Regions from separate parts of the Mus musculus genome. Here region 1 is linked to region 2. Evidence: chromatin contacts called from public HiChIP or PLAC-seq data. All regions are on one chromosome and are shown on one strand. The core of a region is the stretch at or near the end of the contact, and the rest is flanking DNA. Distances in the headings are between cores, read along the strand shown.

Region 1 (5,477 bases), core at 1,709-4,208, 1.1 Mb before region 2:
GTTACACCCCTGGCCCCGGTCCTGGGGGCTCTGCTCAGTTAGGACAGGACCGCTAACTCTGCCAGGGAGTTGGGTTTTATGAGAACTGAGAACAATGGTGTGTGCAGCCTGCCCCGTGCTGCACTCTATCAGACTCCTGGAGACTGCAGGAAGACTTCCATTTGAGGCTCAGGCTGCAAACTTTTATTTTGAAATGCCGGCTGTCTGAAATCAGGTTTATTCAGCTTTGACTTTGGCTTTGAACTGAGGCTCACATGGTACCTGTCACCTGAAGGGTGACAATTAGGGTCCGCACATGGAGCTACGTGAACAGAGCCTCCGCTTTGTTAGGTTGACAGAAAAAGAAGGCCTGTTTAGAAATCTTTCTTGTCTCACCTCTTCCTGTTTTCTATCCGTGCACCACCCTCTATCCTCCTAAATCTGCAGCAACAGGGGAGGACCCAGGAACAGACAAGGAGGAAAAAAAATCAATATCAAATCAATTCCTGCTATGGATCCAGAAAGACTTGTGGTCAAAAACAGTCCTGGTCCTTTTGAGTCCCTTAAAATTTTTGTATTGCATCCAGAGATGGTAATTGATTGAAACTGCCTGTGGTTTTAGGAAGTGCTCCGGTTACAAGGAAAAATCCTTTTATGTTGCTGGACGGCAGCCACAAAATCTCTGAAGTCAGGAATCTGGCAGAGGTTGAGCCTCCTCCAGGGTGTAAATAAACCAGCCTGGTCTATAACCCAATAGAAGTCAATTTATTGTGTGTGTTTCAAATCACTCAGCTCAAAGCCCTGCCCAGTTATTAAAGAAAAAGGTGTGGGATACAGCTGCAGCTCAGACAATAGGTGATGGTAAGCAGCAGTGTTTGTTAGGCCCTGTAGAACTCCCGGAGGAAAAGACGGGGCCTTGCAGGCTCAGTACACCTCTTCCTCCCTACTTGCAAAGAACTGCTCAAAATCAAGCAACCAGGCATGATTGGCACCCAGAGTCACTTACTGTGCTAGCCAGGAGCCTGGGGCTCAAAATGCTTAAGTGGGTGACCATTTTATACCGCTGGTCAGGAAACCCAGTGACATTCTTTGCTGCAGTGTTCGGCCATGTGGAAGGCATTGGAACTGGGGGTTTGGCTGGGCCAGATCTTGTTACCCACTGAGATGCCCATGGCAATGTGTGATGGGAGCCTGTTCCAATGCCTTGGGCAGATAACATGTTGAGTCCCAGTTCACACCAAGAGCCGGTTCACTTACACAGCAGAAGGTTATTTGGGGTTCACTTAGTCAAGACTAGAGGAAAAATCCCAGCGCCTGTGCACCAGCATTCCTGCCTCCAGCTTTAGCATCATTGCAGACCCCAGACGGTGTGTGGCAGCGGGTTAAGGGTGTTAAACATAGGAGGCCTTGCTTGCATCTTGCTCCAGACTGGCAATGACAATGAATTATTAGAAAAACCCAGGGTAGTCGACACAAAGCTGCCTCTTAAATGCTTATTTTTTCAGCCTTGGTCCATTGGGCACCACTGACCATCCACACCCTAAGATACTCTAAAATACCCCACCTTCACAGTATTCCACTTCATTTTAACATAGCAAAGCATTAATAGTCTGGCCGAAGTGTTCTCTCTCTCTCTCTCTCTCTCTCTCTCTCTCTCTCTCTCTCTCTCTCTCTCTCTCTCTCTCTCCTCTCTCTCTCTCTCTCTCTCTCTCTCTCTCTCTCTCCCTCCCTCCCTCCCTCCCTCCCTCTCTCTCTCTCTCTCTCTCTCCCTCCCTCCCTCCCTCCCTCCCTCCCTCCCTCTCTCTCTCTCTCTCTCTCTCTCTCTCTCTCTCTCTCTCTCCCTCCCTCCCTCCCTCCCTCCCTCCCTCCCTCCCTCCCTCCCTCCCTCCCTCCCTCCCTCCCTCCCTCTCTCTCTCTCTCTCTCTCTCTCTCTCTCTCTCTCTCTCTCTCTCTCTCTCTGTTTTTTTTTCCTGGTGGCCTCCCTCCCAACTCCATCCCCTTCCATCTCATTGGCTCCAGACAAGTACTGGGGAACCAATGAGATTCCTCTTCTTCATTCATGTCCTAGCAACAAGCCCAGTTCCAATCTTTCTCTGCCAAACTAACACCTGAAAAATTACATCATGAATAATGGCAAAAAGCAGCAAGGGCCAGAGAAGGGCTTTTTTTTTTCCCCCTTCAACTGTCTGCTGCAGAGTTCATTTAAGGTGTTTTCGTCTAGATTCTTAAAGCAACAATGTCCTAGGTTTTTGCTGATCTTTTTCAGCATACATACATACATATATATATATATATATATATATATATATATATATATATATATGCTGTTATCGAATGAAGTAACAGCTTTTGAAGCTAAATAAAAGGAAAACATTTTAATGGGGTTCACTGTATAGCCGTCCACACACACCCCTCCCAAGTCTGCGTTTAGAGGAGCGGAGGGGAATTAGACTGCTCTCCTATATTCTTAAGGAAAGGACGAAATTGGCCCAAGCCTCACAAGGCAGCACATCCACCCACTGTTCAACACAAAAAAAACGTAGTCCCCTTCCTGGCGGTGCCCCCTGCTCTTGTTAAATATCCCCTAGGCCCCTTTCATTACTCTTTGGGGATAAAGAAGCCATTCTTTATGAGGATCATGGAGCCAGGGAATGAGGTACCTGGAGAGTCTTCCCCGGAAGTGAAGTTGTATAGGGTATGCAGAGTGGGGGTGCTTTAGTGCGTTTAGTTCCGTACACGTGGGGGCAGCGAATGCAAACTCGTAGCTGGGGAACCACCACAGGGACAATGACATCCAGATGACCTGGGCGGGGGCGGGGGGTGGGGGAGAGGAAACTGAGAAAGAGAGGTGAGGTGATGTGGTGTGGGCTTGCAGGAGGATGATGGGGGAGGGGGATGGAGGCCCTGGAGGGGGTCGGGGCTGTGAATGGAAAGGTCCACCCTTCTAGGCATTTTTCAAGTCCCAGACGCCGCTTCCGGCTTCCCCCACCCCACCCAGTCTAGAGCAGACGCGCGCGAGGAGACTCAGACACAAAGGACCACAGCCCTGCGCAGGAATCGAAGGGGGAGGGGAGGGACACCTGCCCGCGTGCACGTGCAGGGGCGCAGCCAGGGAAGACCCTGTGCTCAGTCTCTTGCTCTCCCCTGCAGGATCTATGCGTGGCAGGATCTGGCAAGGGCCCCAGGAGTCGGCTACAGGGGGTGCTTGGCTGAAGGAGCAGAAAATAGGTCCACTGGGTGCCTGGCTCCCTGATAGTGTTTGCTGATCTCCTCAGCCATAGCCTTGGCAGCAGGTGGTGCCTCCAGACAGCCTGCCTGGGTGCTTGTGAAAGCGAGTAACTGCATAAATTCTGCGTAGGAAAGAGAACCATGCCAGCGAAGGGACTAGGTGGAGGAGGGAAAAGGGTTTGTGGGAGCTTGCTCTTCGGAAGGAGGTAGAGTCGGTAAGCTCATAGTCACTCCCCCACACAGGTTACACTAATGTTCTTGCTCAACTGCTGCCATGGCGGGTGCGGGAGGAATCACCGAGTGGCCTGAGGGGCTCTAGGCAATCCGTGTCTTTTTATCTACCTACCAGGGTTTCAGCCTGTTTTCCTGGGATCCAAGAAAGAGACCCAGGCTCGAAAGCATCCCAGCGCACAGTGCAGAGAATTTGGATGATGCTCTGATATTTGGGAGAAACAGGTGGTCGTTCAGCTCAGTGAAAAAGTCACCAGGGGAAGGAGCCCCACAGCGGGGTCTTCTGTTGCATCTTTCTTGGGCAGGGAGGTCTAAAGCTGTGGGATCCTGTCTCCTCCCCAATGTCATTGTTAGTGACAGAGGGAGGTGTTGCAGGTATGCAGGGGTGGGGTGGGGTATGGCTTCCACAGAACTCAGTCATGCCAGTGCCAGCATGATACCCTCCTTGGTACTGGGCAGCAACCCTGGGTTGGGGTGATATTCCTACCTCGAAGGTTTATGTCCCCACACCACCCGGGGCCTCTGTAGTATAACTTGTTTCTGAATCCCCCCTCCCCCCTCCCCCCCAGCCTGGTTCCTTGTCCTTATTGTCCTTCCTGGGACAGGATTCTTCTGGCTAGGCTTTAAGAGTTGGTTTTCTGAGCAGGAGTGATGGCTCAGTGGGTATGTGTCTGACCTCAGTGCCCCCACTGCAAGATGAGGATCTGAGATAGAAGAATTCCCGGGAAAGCTCATGAGCCCTGTCACACAGAGCATCGAGCAAATGACCCTGTCCCAAACAAACTAACAACGCAAGGTTTTCCTTTAACTCCACAAGTGTGCCTGCATTCTAACACATGAACACACACACCAAAATGACATTATGCACACACATACACACACACACACACACACACACACACACACACACACACACACACACACACGGAGAGACAGAGAGAGGCAGAATCAGACAGAGACAGAGAAATTGAGATTTTAAAAGTTGGTTTCCCCCTGGGCTCTGTTCTGGGCCCCGCTTCCTCCTCATGTTTTTGCTTTTGACTTCTCATCCTCTTGTAGGTTTTGATGAGCCCCACTATTATTGCCTACAGCCCCCCAGTAAGGTGGAGTCATAGATCCCTCATCTTCTCCGTCCTTCTGTTTCACTTCTTGGCGGTATTACTACTCTTTAAATAAAGAATGCTTTTGTCAGAAGAGTTGTCCAGGCCAGAAGTTTGACTGCCATTTTGGACACATGGTGGATGCCCTATCCTTCACCCCCGATCAGTCATGAAGAACTTTGGCTGTTGCCACGTATGTTTCAGAGGTCCCCCTCTCCCTTCCCCACTGCCAGCAGCCGAGGACAAGATGCCAGTTTTCTCAAGCAGCCTCAGATCAGTACGTGCAGCTCCTGCTTAGGGCTCCTCGGTGGCCTGGACCTGGCTTCCTGCCTTTCATACTCTGTCTCATTTTTCTTAGGGCTTCAGCACACTAAATTTCCTTCATTTCCTTGAAAAAAATGTTTCCCTCTTCTACAGCGGCTTTGTAATGTGATACACACCCTTCCGCTGGGTACATCCATCCCAAAGTTCCCTTCTTTCTCATTTGGACTCAGCCAAGCTCCCTTTCAGAGGATCTCGGGGCTGCTCAGACCCTTTCCCCATAAGAGCGCAGACTGTACTGCTCAATAACAAACACCGGCTCCCTTAAAGCACTGCGCCCTAAGAACAGGACGTGGTGCTTTCTTTGTCATGGTCACAAATGCCTAGGGCATGGTAGATACTGAAACATTTGTCAGCATCAGAATGTCTTCCAACCGTGTGCCACCAAATGTTTTGATGACCAAGATTTATTGCTACAGAAAAATGTGGAATAAGGCAAAGTCAGTGTTTAAATCCAATTTACACCGTCTCCTTTGATTATCTAAAGTCAGTGTTACTGAGATATGAGTCACATATCCGTGATGTGCACGAAATGAACTCACGCAAGTCTGGGAGGACGGCTCATTTGGTAAAGCGTTTGCCACAGTAGCGTGAGCTCCTGAGTTTGATTCCTTAAAG
Region 2 (5,141 bases), core at 650-3,149:
TTAAAAAAAAAGAAAGAAAAAAGAAAAAATATATCTTTCTGGGGAAACTTCTTCAGAACCTGCGCACACTTCCAGTTATCTGTTAGGCCTTCAAAGTTTGCTTGCAAAAGTCCGAAGTTGGACAAGGATTGTCCACCTGCATCTATCCAGACCCCTACCAACAAACACTGAGTACTGTGCTATGCGGTTAATAACTCAACTCTAAAAAGCACCTTTTTCCTGGTCGTTCTCATCCTTCCATCAACCAAATACAGCGCGAAAAAACGCATATTCCGAGAAACTGTGGCGCTGGCCCGTGACATTTCCTTGTCAGTAGCAGGGTTGCCCTGGAGACCCCACTCCCTAGTCTGATCCTAAACCATTTCTCTCCGACTCCGAGCCCAGCATCAGGAGAGCTGAGCGACTTTTCGCTGGATGCTTCCGTTTCGCGACCCTCTCAGCTTTACCTGGTATATTAGGCGCCCCAAGCATCCGGGCCTCAGACACCAGTATCTGCCAATGCCCAGGAGAGGAAAACGACAATCAAGCATTTCAGCACCATGAATTTTGCCCAACACCAGTACTGGGAAAAGAGTATATTTTCAGGCAGGTGTCAAAGCCAGGGAGCAATGCTGATTTCTCCAGGAGCCTTAAGATCGCGCCTCGTTAACCTAGAGCTTTTGAGCGGGTTTTACTGTCCTAGACTTTCAGCACTTTTTTCCTGGATTTGAGTGCCTGTATTCCATACATCGTCTGCCCCCTTCCCTCAGCCCCCACTAGAACCAGCTTACTACTGTGCTCAGCAACTGAACTAGAAGATTTCTCTGTGTGGCTGGACTGGAAATGCTAGGGAAGAAAGTGTTCGTGCAGACTGAGAGAAACAAATAAAGGAACACAATGCAGACATCCCCCAGCATTTGCAGGCCCAGTCTTACTTTACCAATCCCCACTCATTGTCAAACAGTAAATCTGAAATATTTCAGCGACTCCAGCAACTGGGCCAGAGCAAGGAAGCCAAGCAGACTGCTTATGAGTTAAATGTTGAACACGGGAAGTGAAGGTCATTGGAGAACTGCAGCTCCCTTCTGCCCCGACCCCTTCCTGCCAGTGGCAGACTACCCCCGGCCCTCCCTCACTTCTATGTCTCCTGCAGAATCTGCAAATGTTCCTGACCCAACCTAGCAGAAGAGAGCGGGCCAGGTGAAGCCTTTTCATGCCCCCCACACACACACACACACTGGAAAGTTCAGTGCCATTTCCCTAGGTCAAGATGGTTGAGGAACCCTCCTGACGTGGAGGAAGTTTAGAAGTGGCATTGAGAGATGAGCCAAAGTTGCCTGGAAGAAACACTGCCCACCAGGAATATGATCACATCTATCTACTCCAGCTTCCTCTGGCCAGACACAATCCCTGTCTAGTTATACAAACTGTGAAGTGACCAGAAATTGCTCCCTTCCGTTGGCCTGCTTCAAGGGAGCTCTCAACCATGTCCCTAACCTTCCACTGCTACCGAAGGAGAAGACCACCGGGACTGATATAGTCTCTGCTCTGGGGGATGAAAAAAAAAAAAAGCCCACTCCCTACTCCTAGAGGCCTCTGTTACTTACCTGAGGTGGTCAGGAAATAAGGATGGTGGTGATCTCCCTTATGCAGAGGATGATGAGCGTGAGGGGTGAGGAGGGTGGGTGTGGGCATAAGGGGGTAGCCATAGTCTAGCAAAGGCACCCTAGAGGCCAGAGAGCTGGCAAAGTGGTCAGGGGCCACTTCCCTCAACGGCTTGGGCTTGTGTAGCAGAATGTCCTCGATGAAAAACGACGTGGGCCTCTGAGAAGATGCTGGATGAAGAGGGGAAGTGAAGTTGAGATTCATCTTGCAGAGCGCCTGTCACAGGGCGAGGGCCCGGACAAAGTGCAGGAAGCAAACAGCTTCCCGGCAGGCCTACTCAAGAGCCTGCAGCTGCTCCTGATCGCCCAGGCTCAGATCCCGGCAGCTATACGGACCTGGGCTATCCCCGGCGCTTGTCTTCTTGCCTCTCCAGCGCCGGGGTAGGTTGGTTCTGTGTGTTGGAGAATTGGCAGCTTGGAGAGGGGAGCCCGGCGAACCAATAGGGAGGCTGCAGAGGCAGAGGGGAGGGTGGGGTGGGCTCGGGGCGGGGCGGGGATCTGTCCGCGGTGCTGAATGCGTCTGGCCAAGCAGGGAGTGCTGAGCCCAATGGGTTCCTATACGGTTTCTAGACCCCAGTTTCTACCCCTCTCCTGCAAGCGCTGCCTCCTGTGTTCCGTCTTTTTAAAAGACGGAAAATGATTTTTTTTCACCGTTGTTTAACGACCTGCCTCTTAGAGAGAACACCAAGAGAGTCCCAATAGCCTAGGATTAAAGCACTTAACTCAAGCATTTGAGCCAGTTTGTTGTCTTTTAAAGAGTTTCAGTAATCGAAAGCAAAAGGAAAAGAGAAGTGAAGAAATGAAGATGCACTCTGTCCGCTACACCAAGTTGCTAGAGTTAGATTAAATTGACAACAGGGATGATTGAATTGTTGGGGGAAATAAAGATGACAGGTGGAAGATTCTTTATCGGGAATTTAAGGAGTGGACAGAGGGGGTCTATGTGCATCACAGACTTGGTCATTTTAAATCTGTCCGTAGTCACCTTTCCCTGCCGCCCTCCTGGCTGCTCTTCACTTCAGTCTTACAGTTCTTTGCTATTTCTGCCACATCACCAGTTCCAGCTACAGGGTCCCCATCACTGTGTTAGATTTTATTCCCTCTCTTTTTCCTCTGCCTCTTTCCTTACTCTTCTTTCCAATCTTTTCCTTTTTTTTTCTGTTTGTCTTTTTCTAATCTGTCACATTTATTTCCCTGGAGTCAATTTGCTAAAATTAAGGTGATCATCTACAGCACAGCAGGAGTAATTTGGGCTCGCATCTCTGAAAATTGCTCTAATTATTGATGTTAAATTCGGGGAAATTAAAAGAAGCCACTTCTCTTCCATCTCCTCATTTTTAAGCTCTAATTTGTTGATATCTAGTCGTCATCACAATTCCAATCACTACAGCTAATAGCAAAAGTGTTTTAACAGAGACTGAGTCCTCACAACCCATGCTATTAGATAATTAGCAGAGGTGCTGCGAAGTCAAGTGTTAATCCTCGGGCGCTGCAGTAGGATTTCCATCTGATCTAGCAGGTAGAACAAATTAATTACCAGAATCAATTAGGCCCCAAACTTCAGTGCTCCGGGAAGTGGGAGTGTCCTGTACCACCCGGACACACTGGTAAGCAGATAGGGGGAGGAAACAGAGGAAGGAAGCCTGGCAGCAGCCAGTGAAAGGAGAGCTTGGTAAGGGACCGAGACCACTTAAATGAAGTCAGAAGTGTTCCTCTTTGTCTGGAAGGGGACTTGTGTCTTAAAGTTTGTAATTGTAGGAAGTGAAGGCAGAGGGGAGATGACCTCCGAAAGGAAAGACAGTAGACTCTACAGAAGTTCCCTAACCAGCTTCCTGGTCAAGTCATCGATTTTGGGACTGAGGGAGATAGAAGAAAATGTTGAAGAGGAACTGGGGTGATGGTCCACACATAAAGGAAGTCCACCCACCTCCACTCGAAGCGTGAATGTAGCAAATGGATATCAATCATCCCTACGCAGCAAAAGAATATCAATCTACTCTCTATCTCCAAACACAGGCTGGCAAGCTATAGTGGGGCGGGCCTCTTACAGCGAGACTTTAGTGGGTGTCAGCTTCAGCCCATGTCTAGGTTCCCAGCCACTGTGTAGATCCTCACCCGGCCTCCGGGGGGCAGGCTTTCAGCTTCCTTGGGTCAGGGACTAACTTATACCTTAGAAACAGAAGAGACTGAATGTCACTTGGGCAACGGGGTTAGTAGAACAATGCCAGTGATTGTGCTGTGACACAGACAACTCTTTTACACACCTCAGATTGCTCGAGGAATCGCAAGGGGAAGAAGAGTGTCAGACTCCCTTCTTGGTCCTTCGGTCTCTGACAGTCTGTAGACCCGGAAATAGACGCCGAATTCTCCGCTCCGCCTATGGCTCTCCCCAGGACAGAAGCGGCGGAGGATCACGCCCAGGCTAACCTCGAGCAAAGCTGCCCAAGGACAGAAACTGGAAGGCGTTTTTCTCAGAAATCCGGCCATCCTGCATTTGCCTCTTTAGGTCGCTATAGGAACCTAAGAAGTAAAGAGACAAGGAAACCGGGTCTCCGGGAAAGGAGCAGGACGTGGGGCGCTGGCGTCTTTCCCTTGCCTATTAGCGCCGCCAGCGAGCAATGCTAAAAGGCTGGATGAATACCCCTGCCAGGTCCAAAGCAGACCCCTGGGGACTCTTAGGCATTCTCGGTGCCGCCGCCACCCTTACCCATAACAGAAGAGAGACCCTTTCTCCTCCAGTCCCAGACACATCCTAATAGGAGAACCTGTGGGGCCCTGAGCCCAATGCGCCAAAGAAGCCCGGATGCGAGCGGGCGGTGTGCATAAGGTTAGTTCTCAAAAGGTTTTTTAGCCCTGTTCTGGCCTCTGGTTCCAGGCCCTACTATGTCCCAGACCCCTGAGGAAATCCTGAGGCACAGGATGCTGGGAAAGTTTCCCCCACTGGCCGGGCTCTTGAGCGGAACCCTGGGAAAACGCTAGAGTGACCAAAACCAGCTCTGATGCAGTCCTACTGCGCTCTGGGGTGAATGCAAGGGTACAAGGTGTCCAGTCCCCTCGGGGTCATAGTCCTGGCTTGTTCTAAGGGAAGGAGGTGATAGGTATTGCAAAGTGGACAACTCGGTGACAGCCGTTTCGCCGTCTACCTTCCAACACTACCTCTCTCGGGTCCAAGACACTCTGGGTAACCACCTCTGCGATAGATTTTAGGTAGGAGGTAAAAATTATGACCCACAGGGAAACAATCTTAAAAAAAAAAAAGAAAACAAAAAGAGATATGTCGTTGTCTGGCTTAACCCCGAAGCCTAGAACTGTGCTGATCCGTAATAAAGCACGTGACCCATACTGATTATTTTAAATTGTACTCGTCAAATTTTAAAATAAGGCCTGGCCTGAAGGCACCTTCCTTTAAGAAAGCAAAGATATCAGTGAGTTTAAGACCAGTCTAGTCAACATAGTTGGTTTCAGGACAGCCTCAGATACATAAATAAATCCCATCTC

The links. HiChIP or PLAC-seq counts read pairs in DNA pulled down with a chosen protein or histone mark.
Region 1: a contact with region 2 is called in an H3K27ac HiChIP or PLAC-seq map of embryonic stem cells, with 4 times the contacts expected there. The contact joins the enhancer-like site here to the promoter of Bsx in region 2. A contact is called at or near these places in 1 of 39 promoter capture datasets (hippocampal neurons), 1 of 484 Hi-C or Micro-C datasets (embryonic stem cells), 1 of 115 datasets of contacts at active chromatin or transcription factors (embryonic stem cells) and 1 of 9 other capture datasets (embryonic stem cells).

The regions. Positions count from the first base shown.
Region 1 is chr9:41,933,377-41,938,853 of GRCm38.p6, reverse strand. No RefSeq gene overlaps it. Among named protein-coding and RNA genes, the nearest start is that of Gm36227, 17 kb to the right of the region's middle. Within about 2 kb of position 2,958, at least 142 of the 459 cell types and tissues checked have an H3K27ac peak or open chromatin away from gene starts, as enhancers often do. A contact at or near this core is called in embryonic stem cells and hippocampal neurons, where this site is marked.
Region 2 is chr9:40,870,885-40,876,025 of GRCm38.p6, reverse strand. Bsx (brain specific homeobox) reads right to left here and starts at 1,899. Exons shown (of 3, transcript NM_178245.3): 1 at 1,587-1,899. The coding sequence starts at 1,848.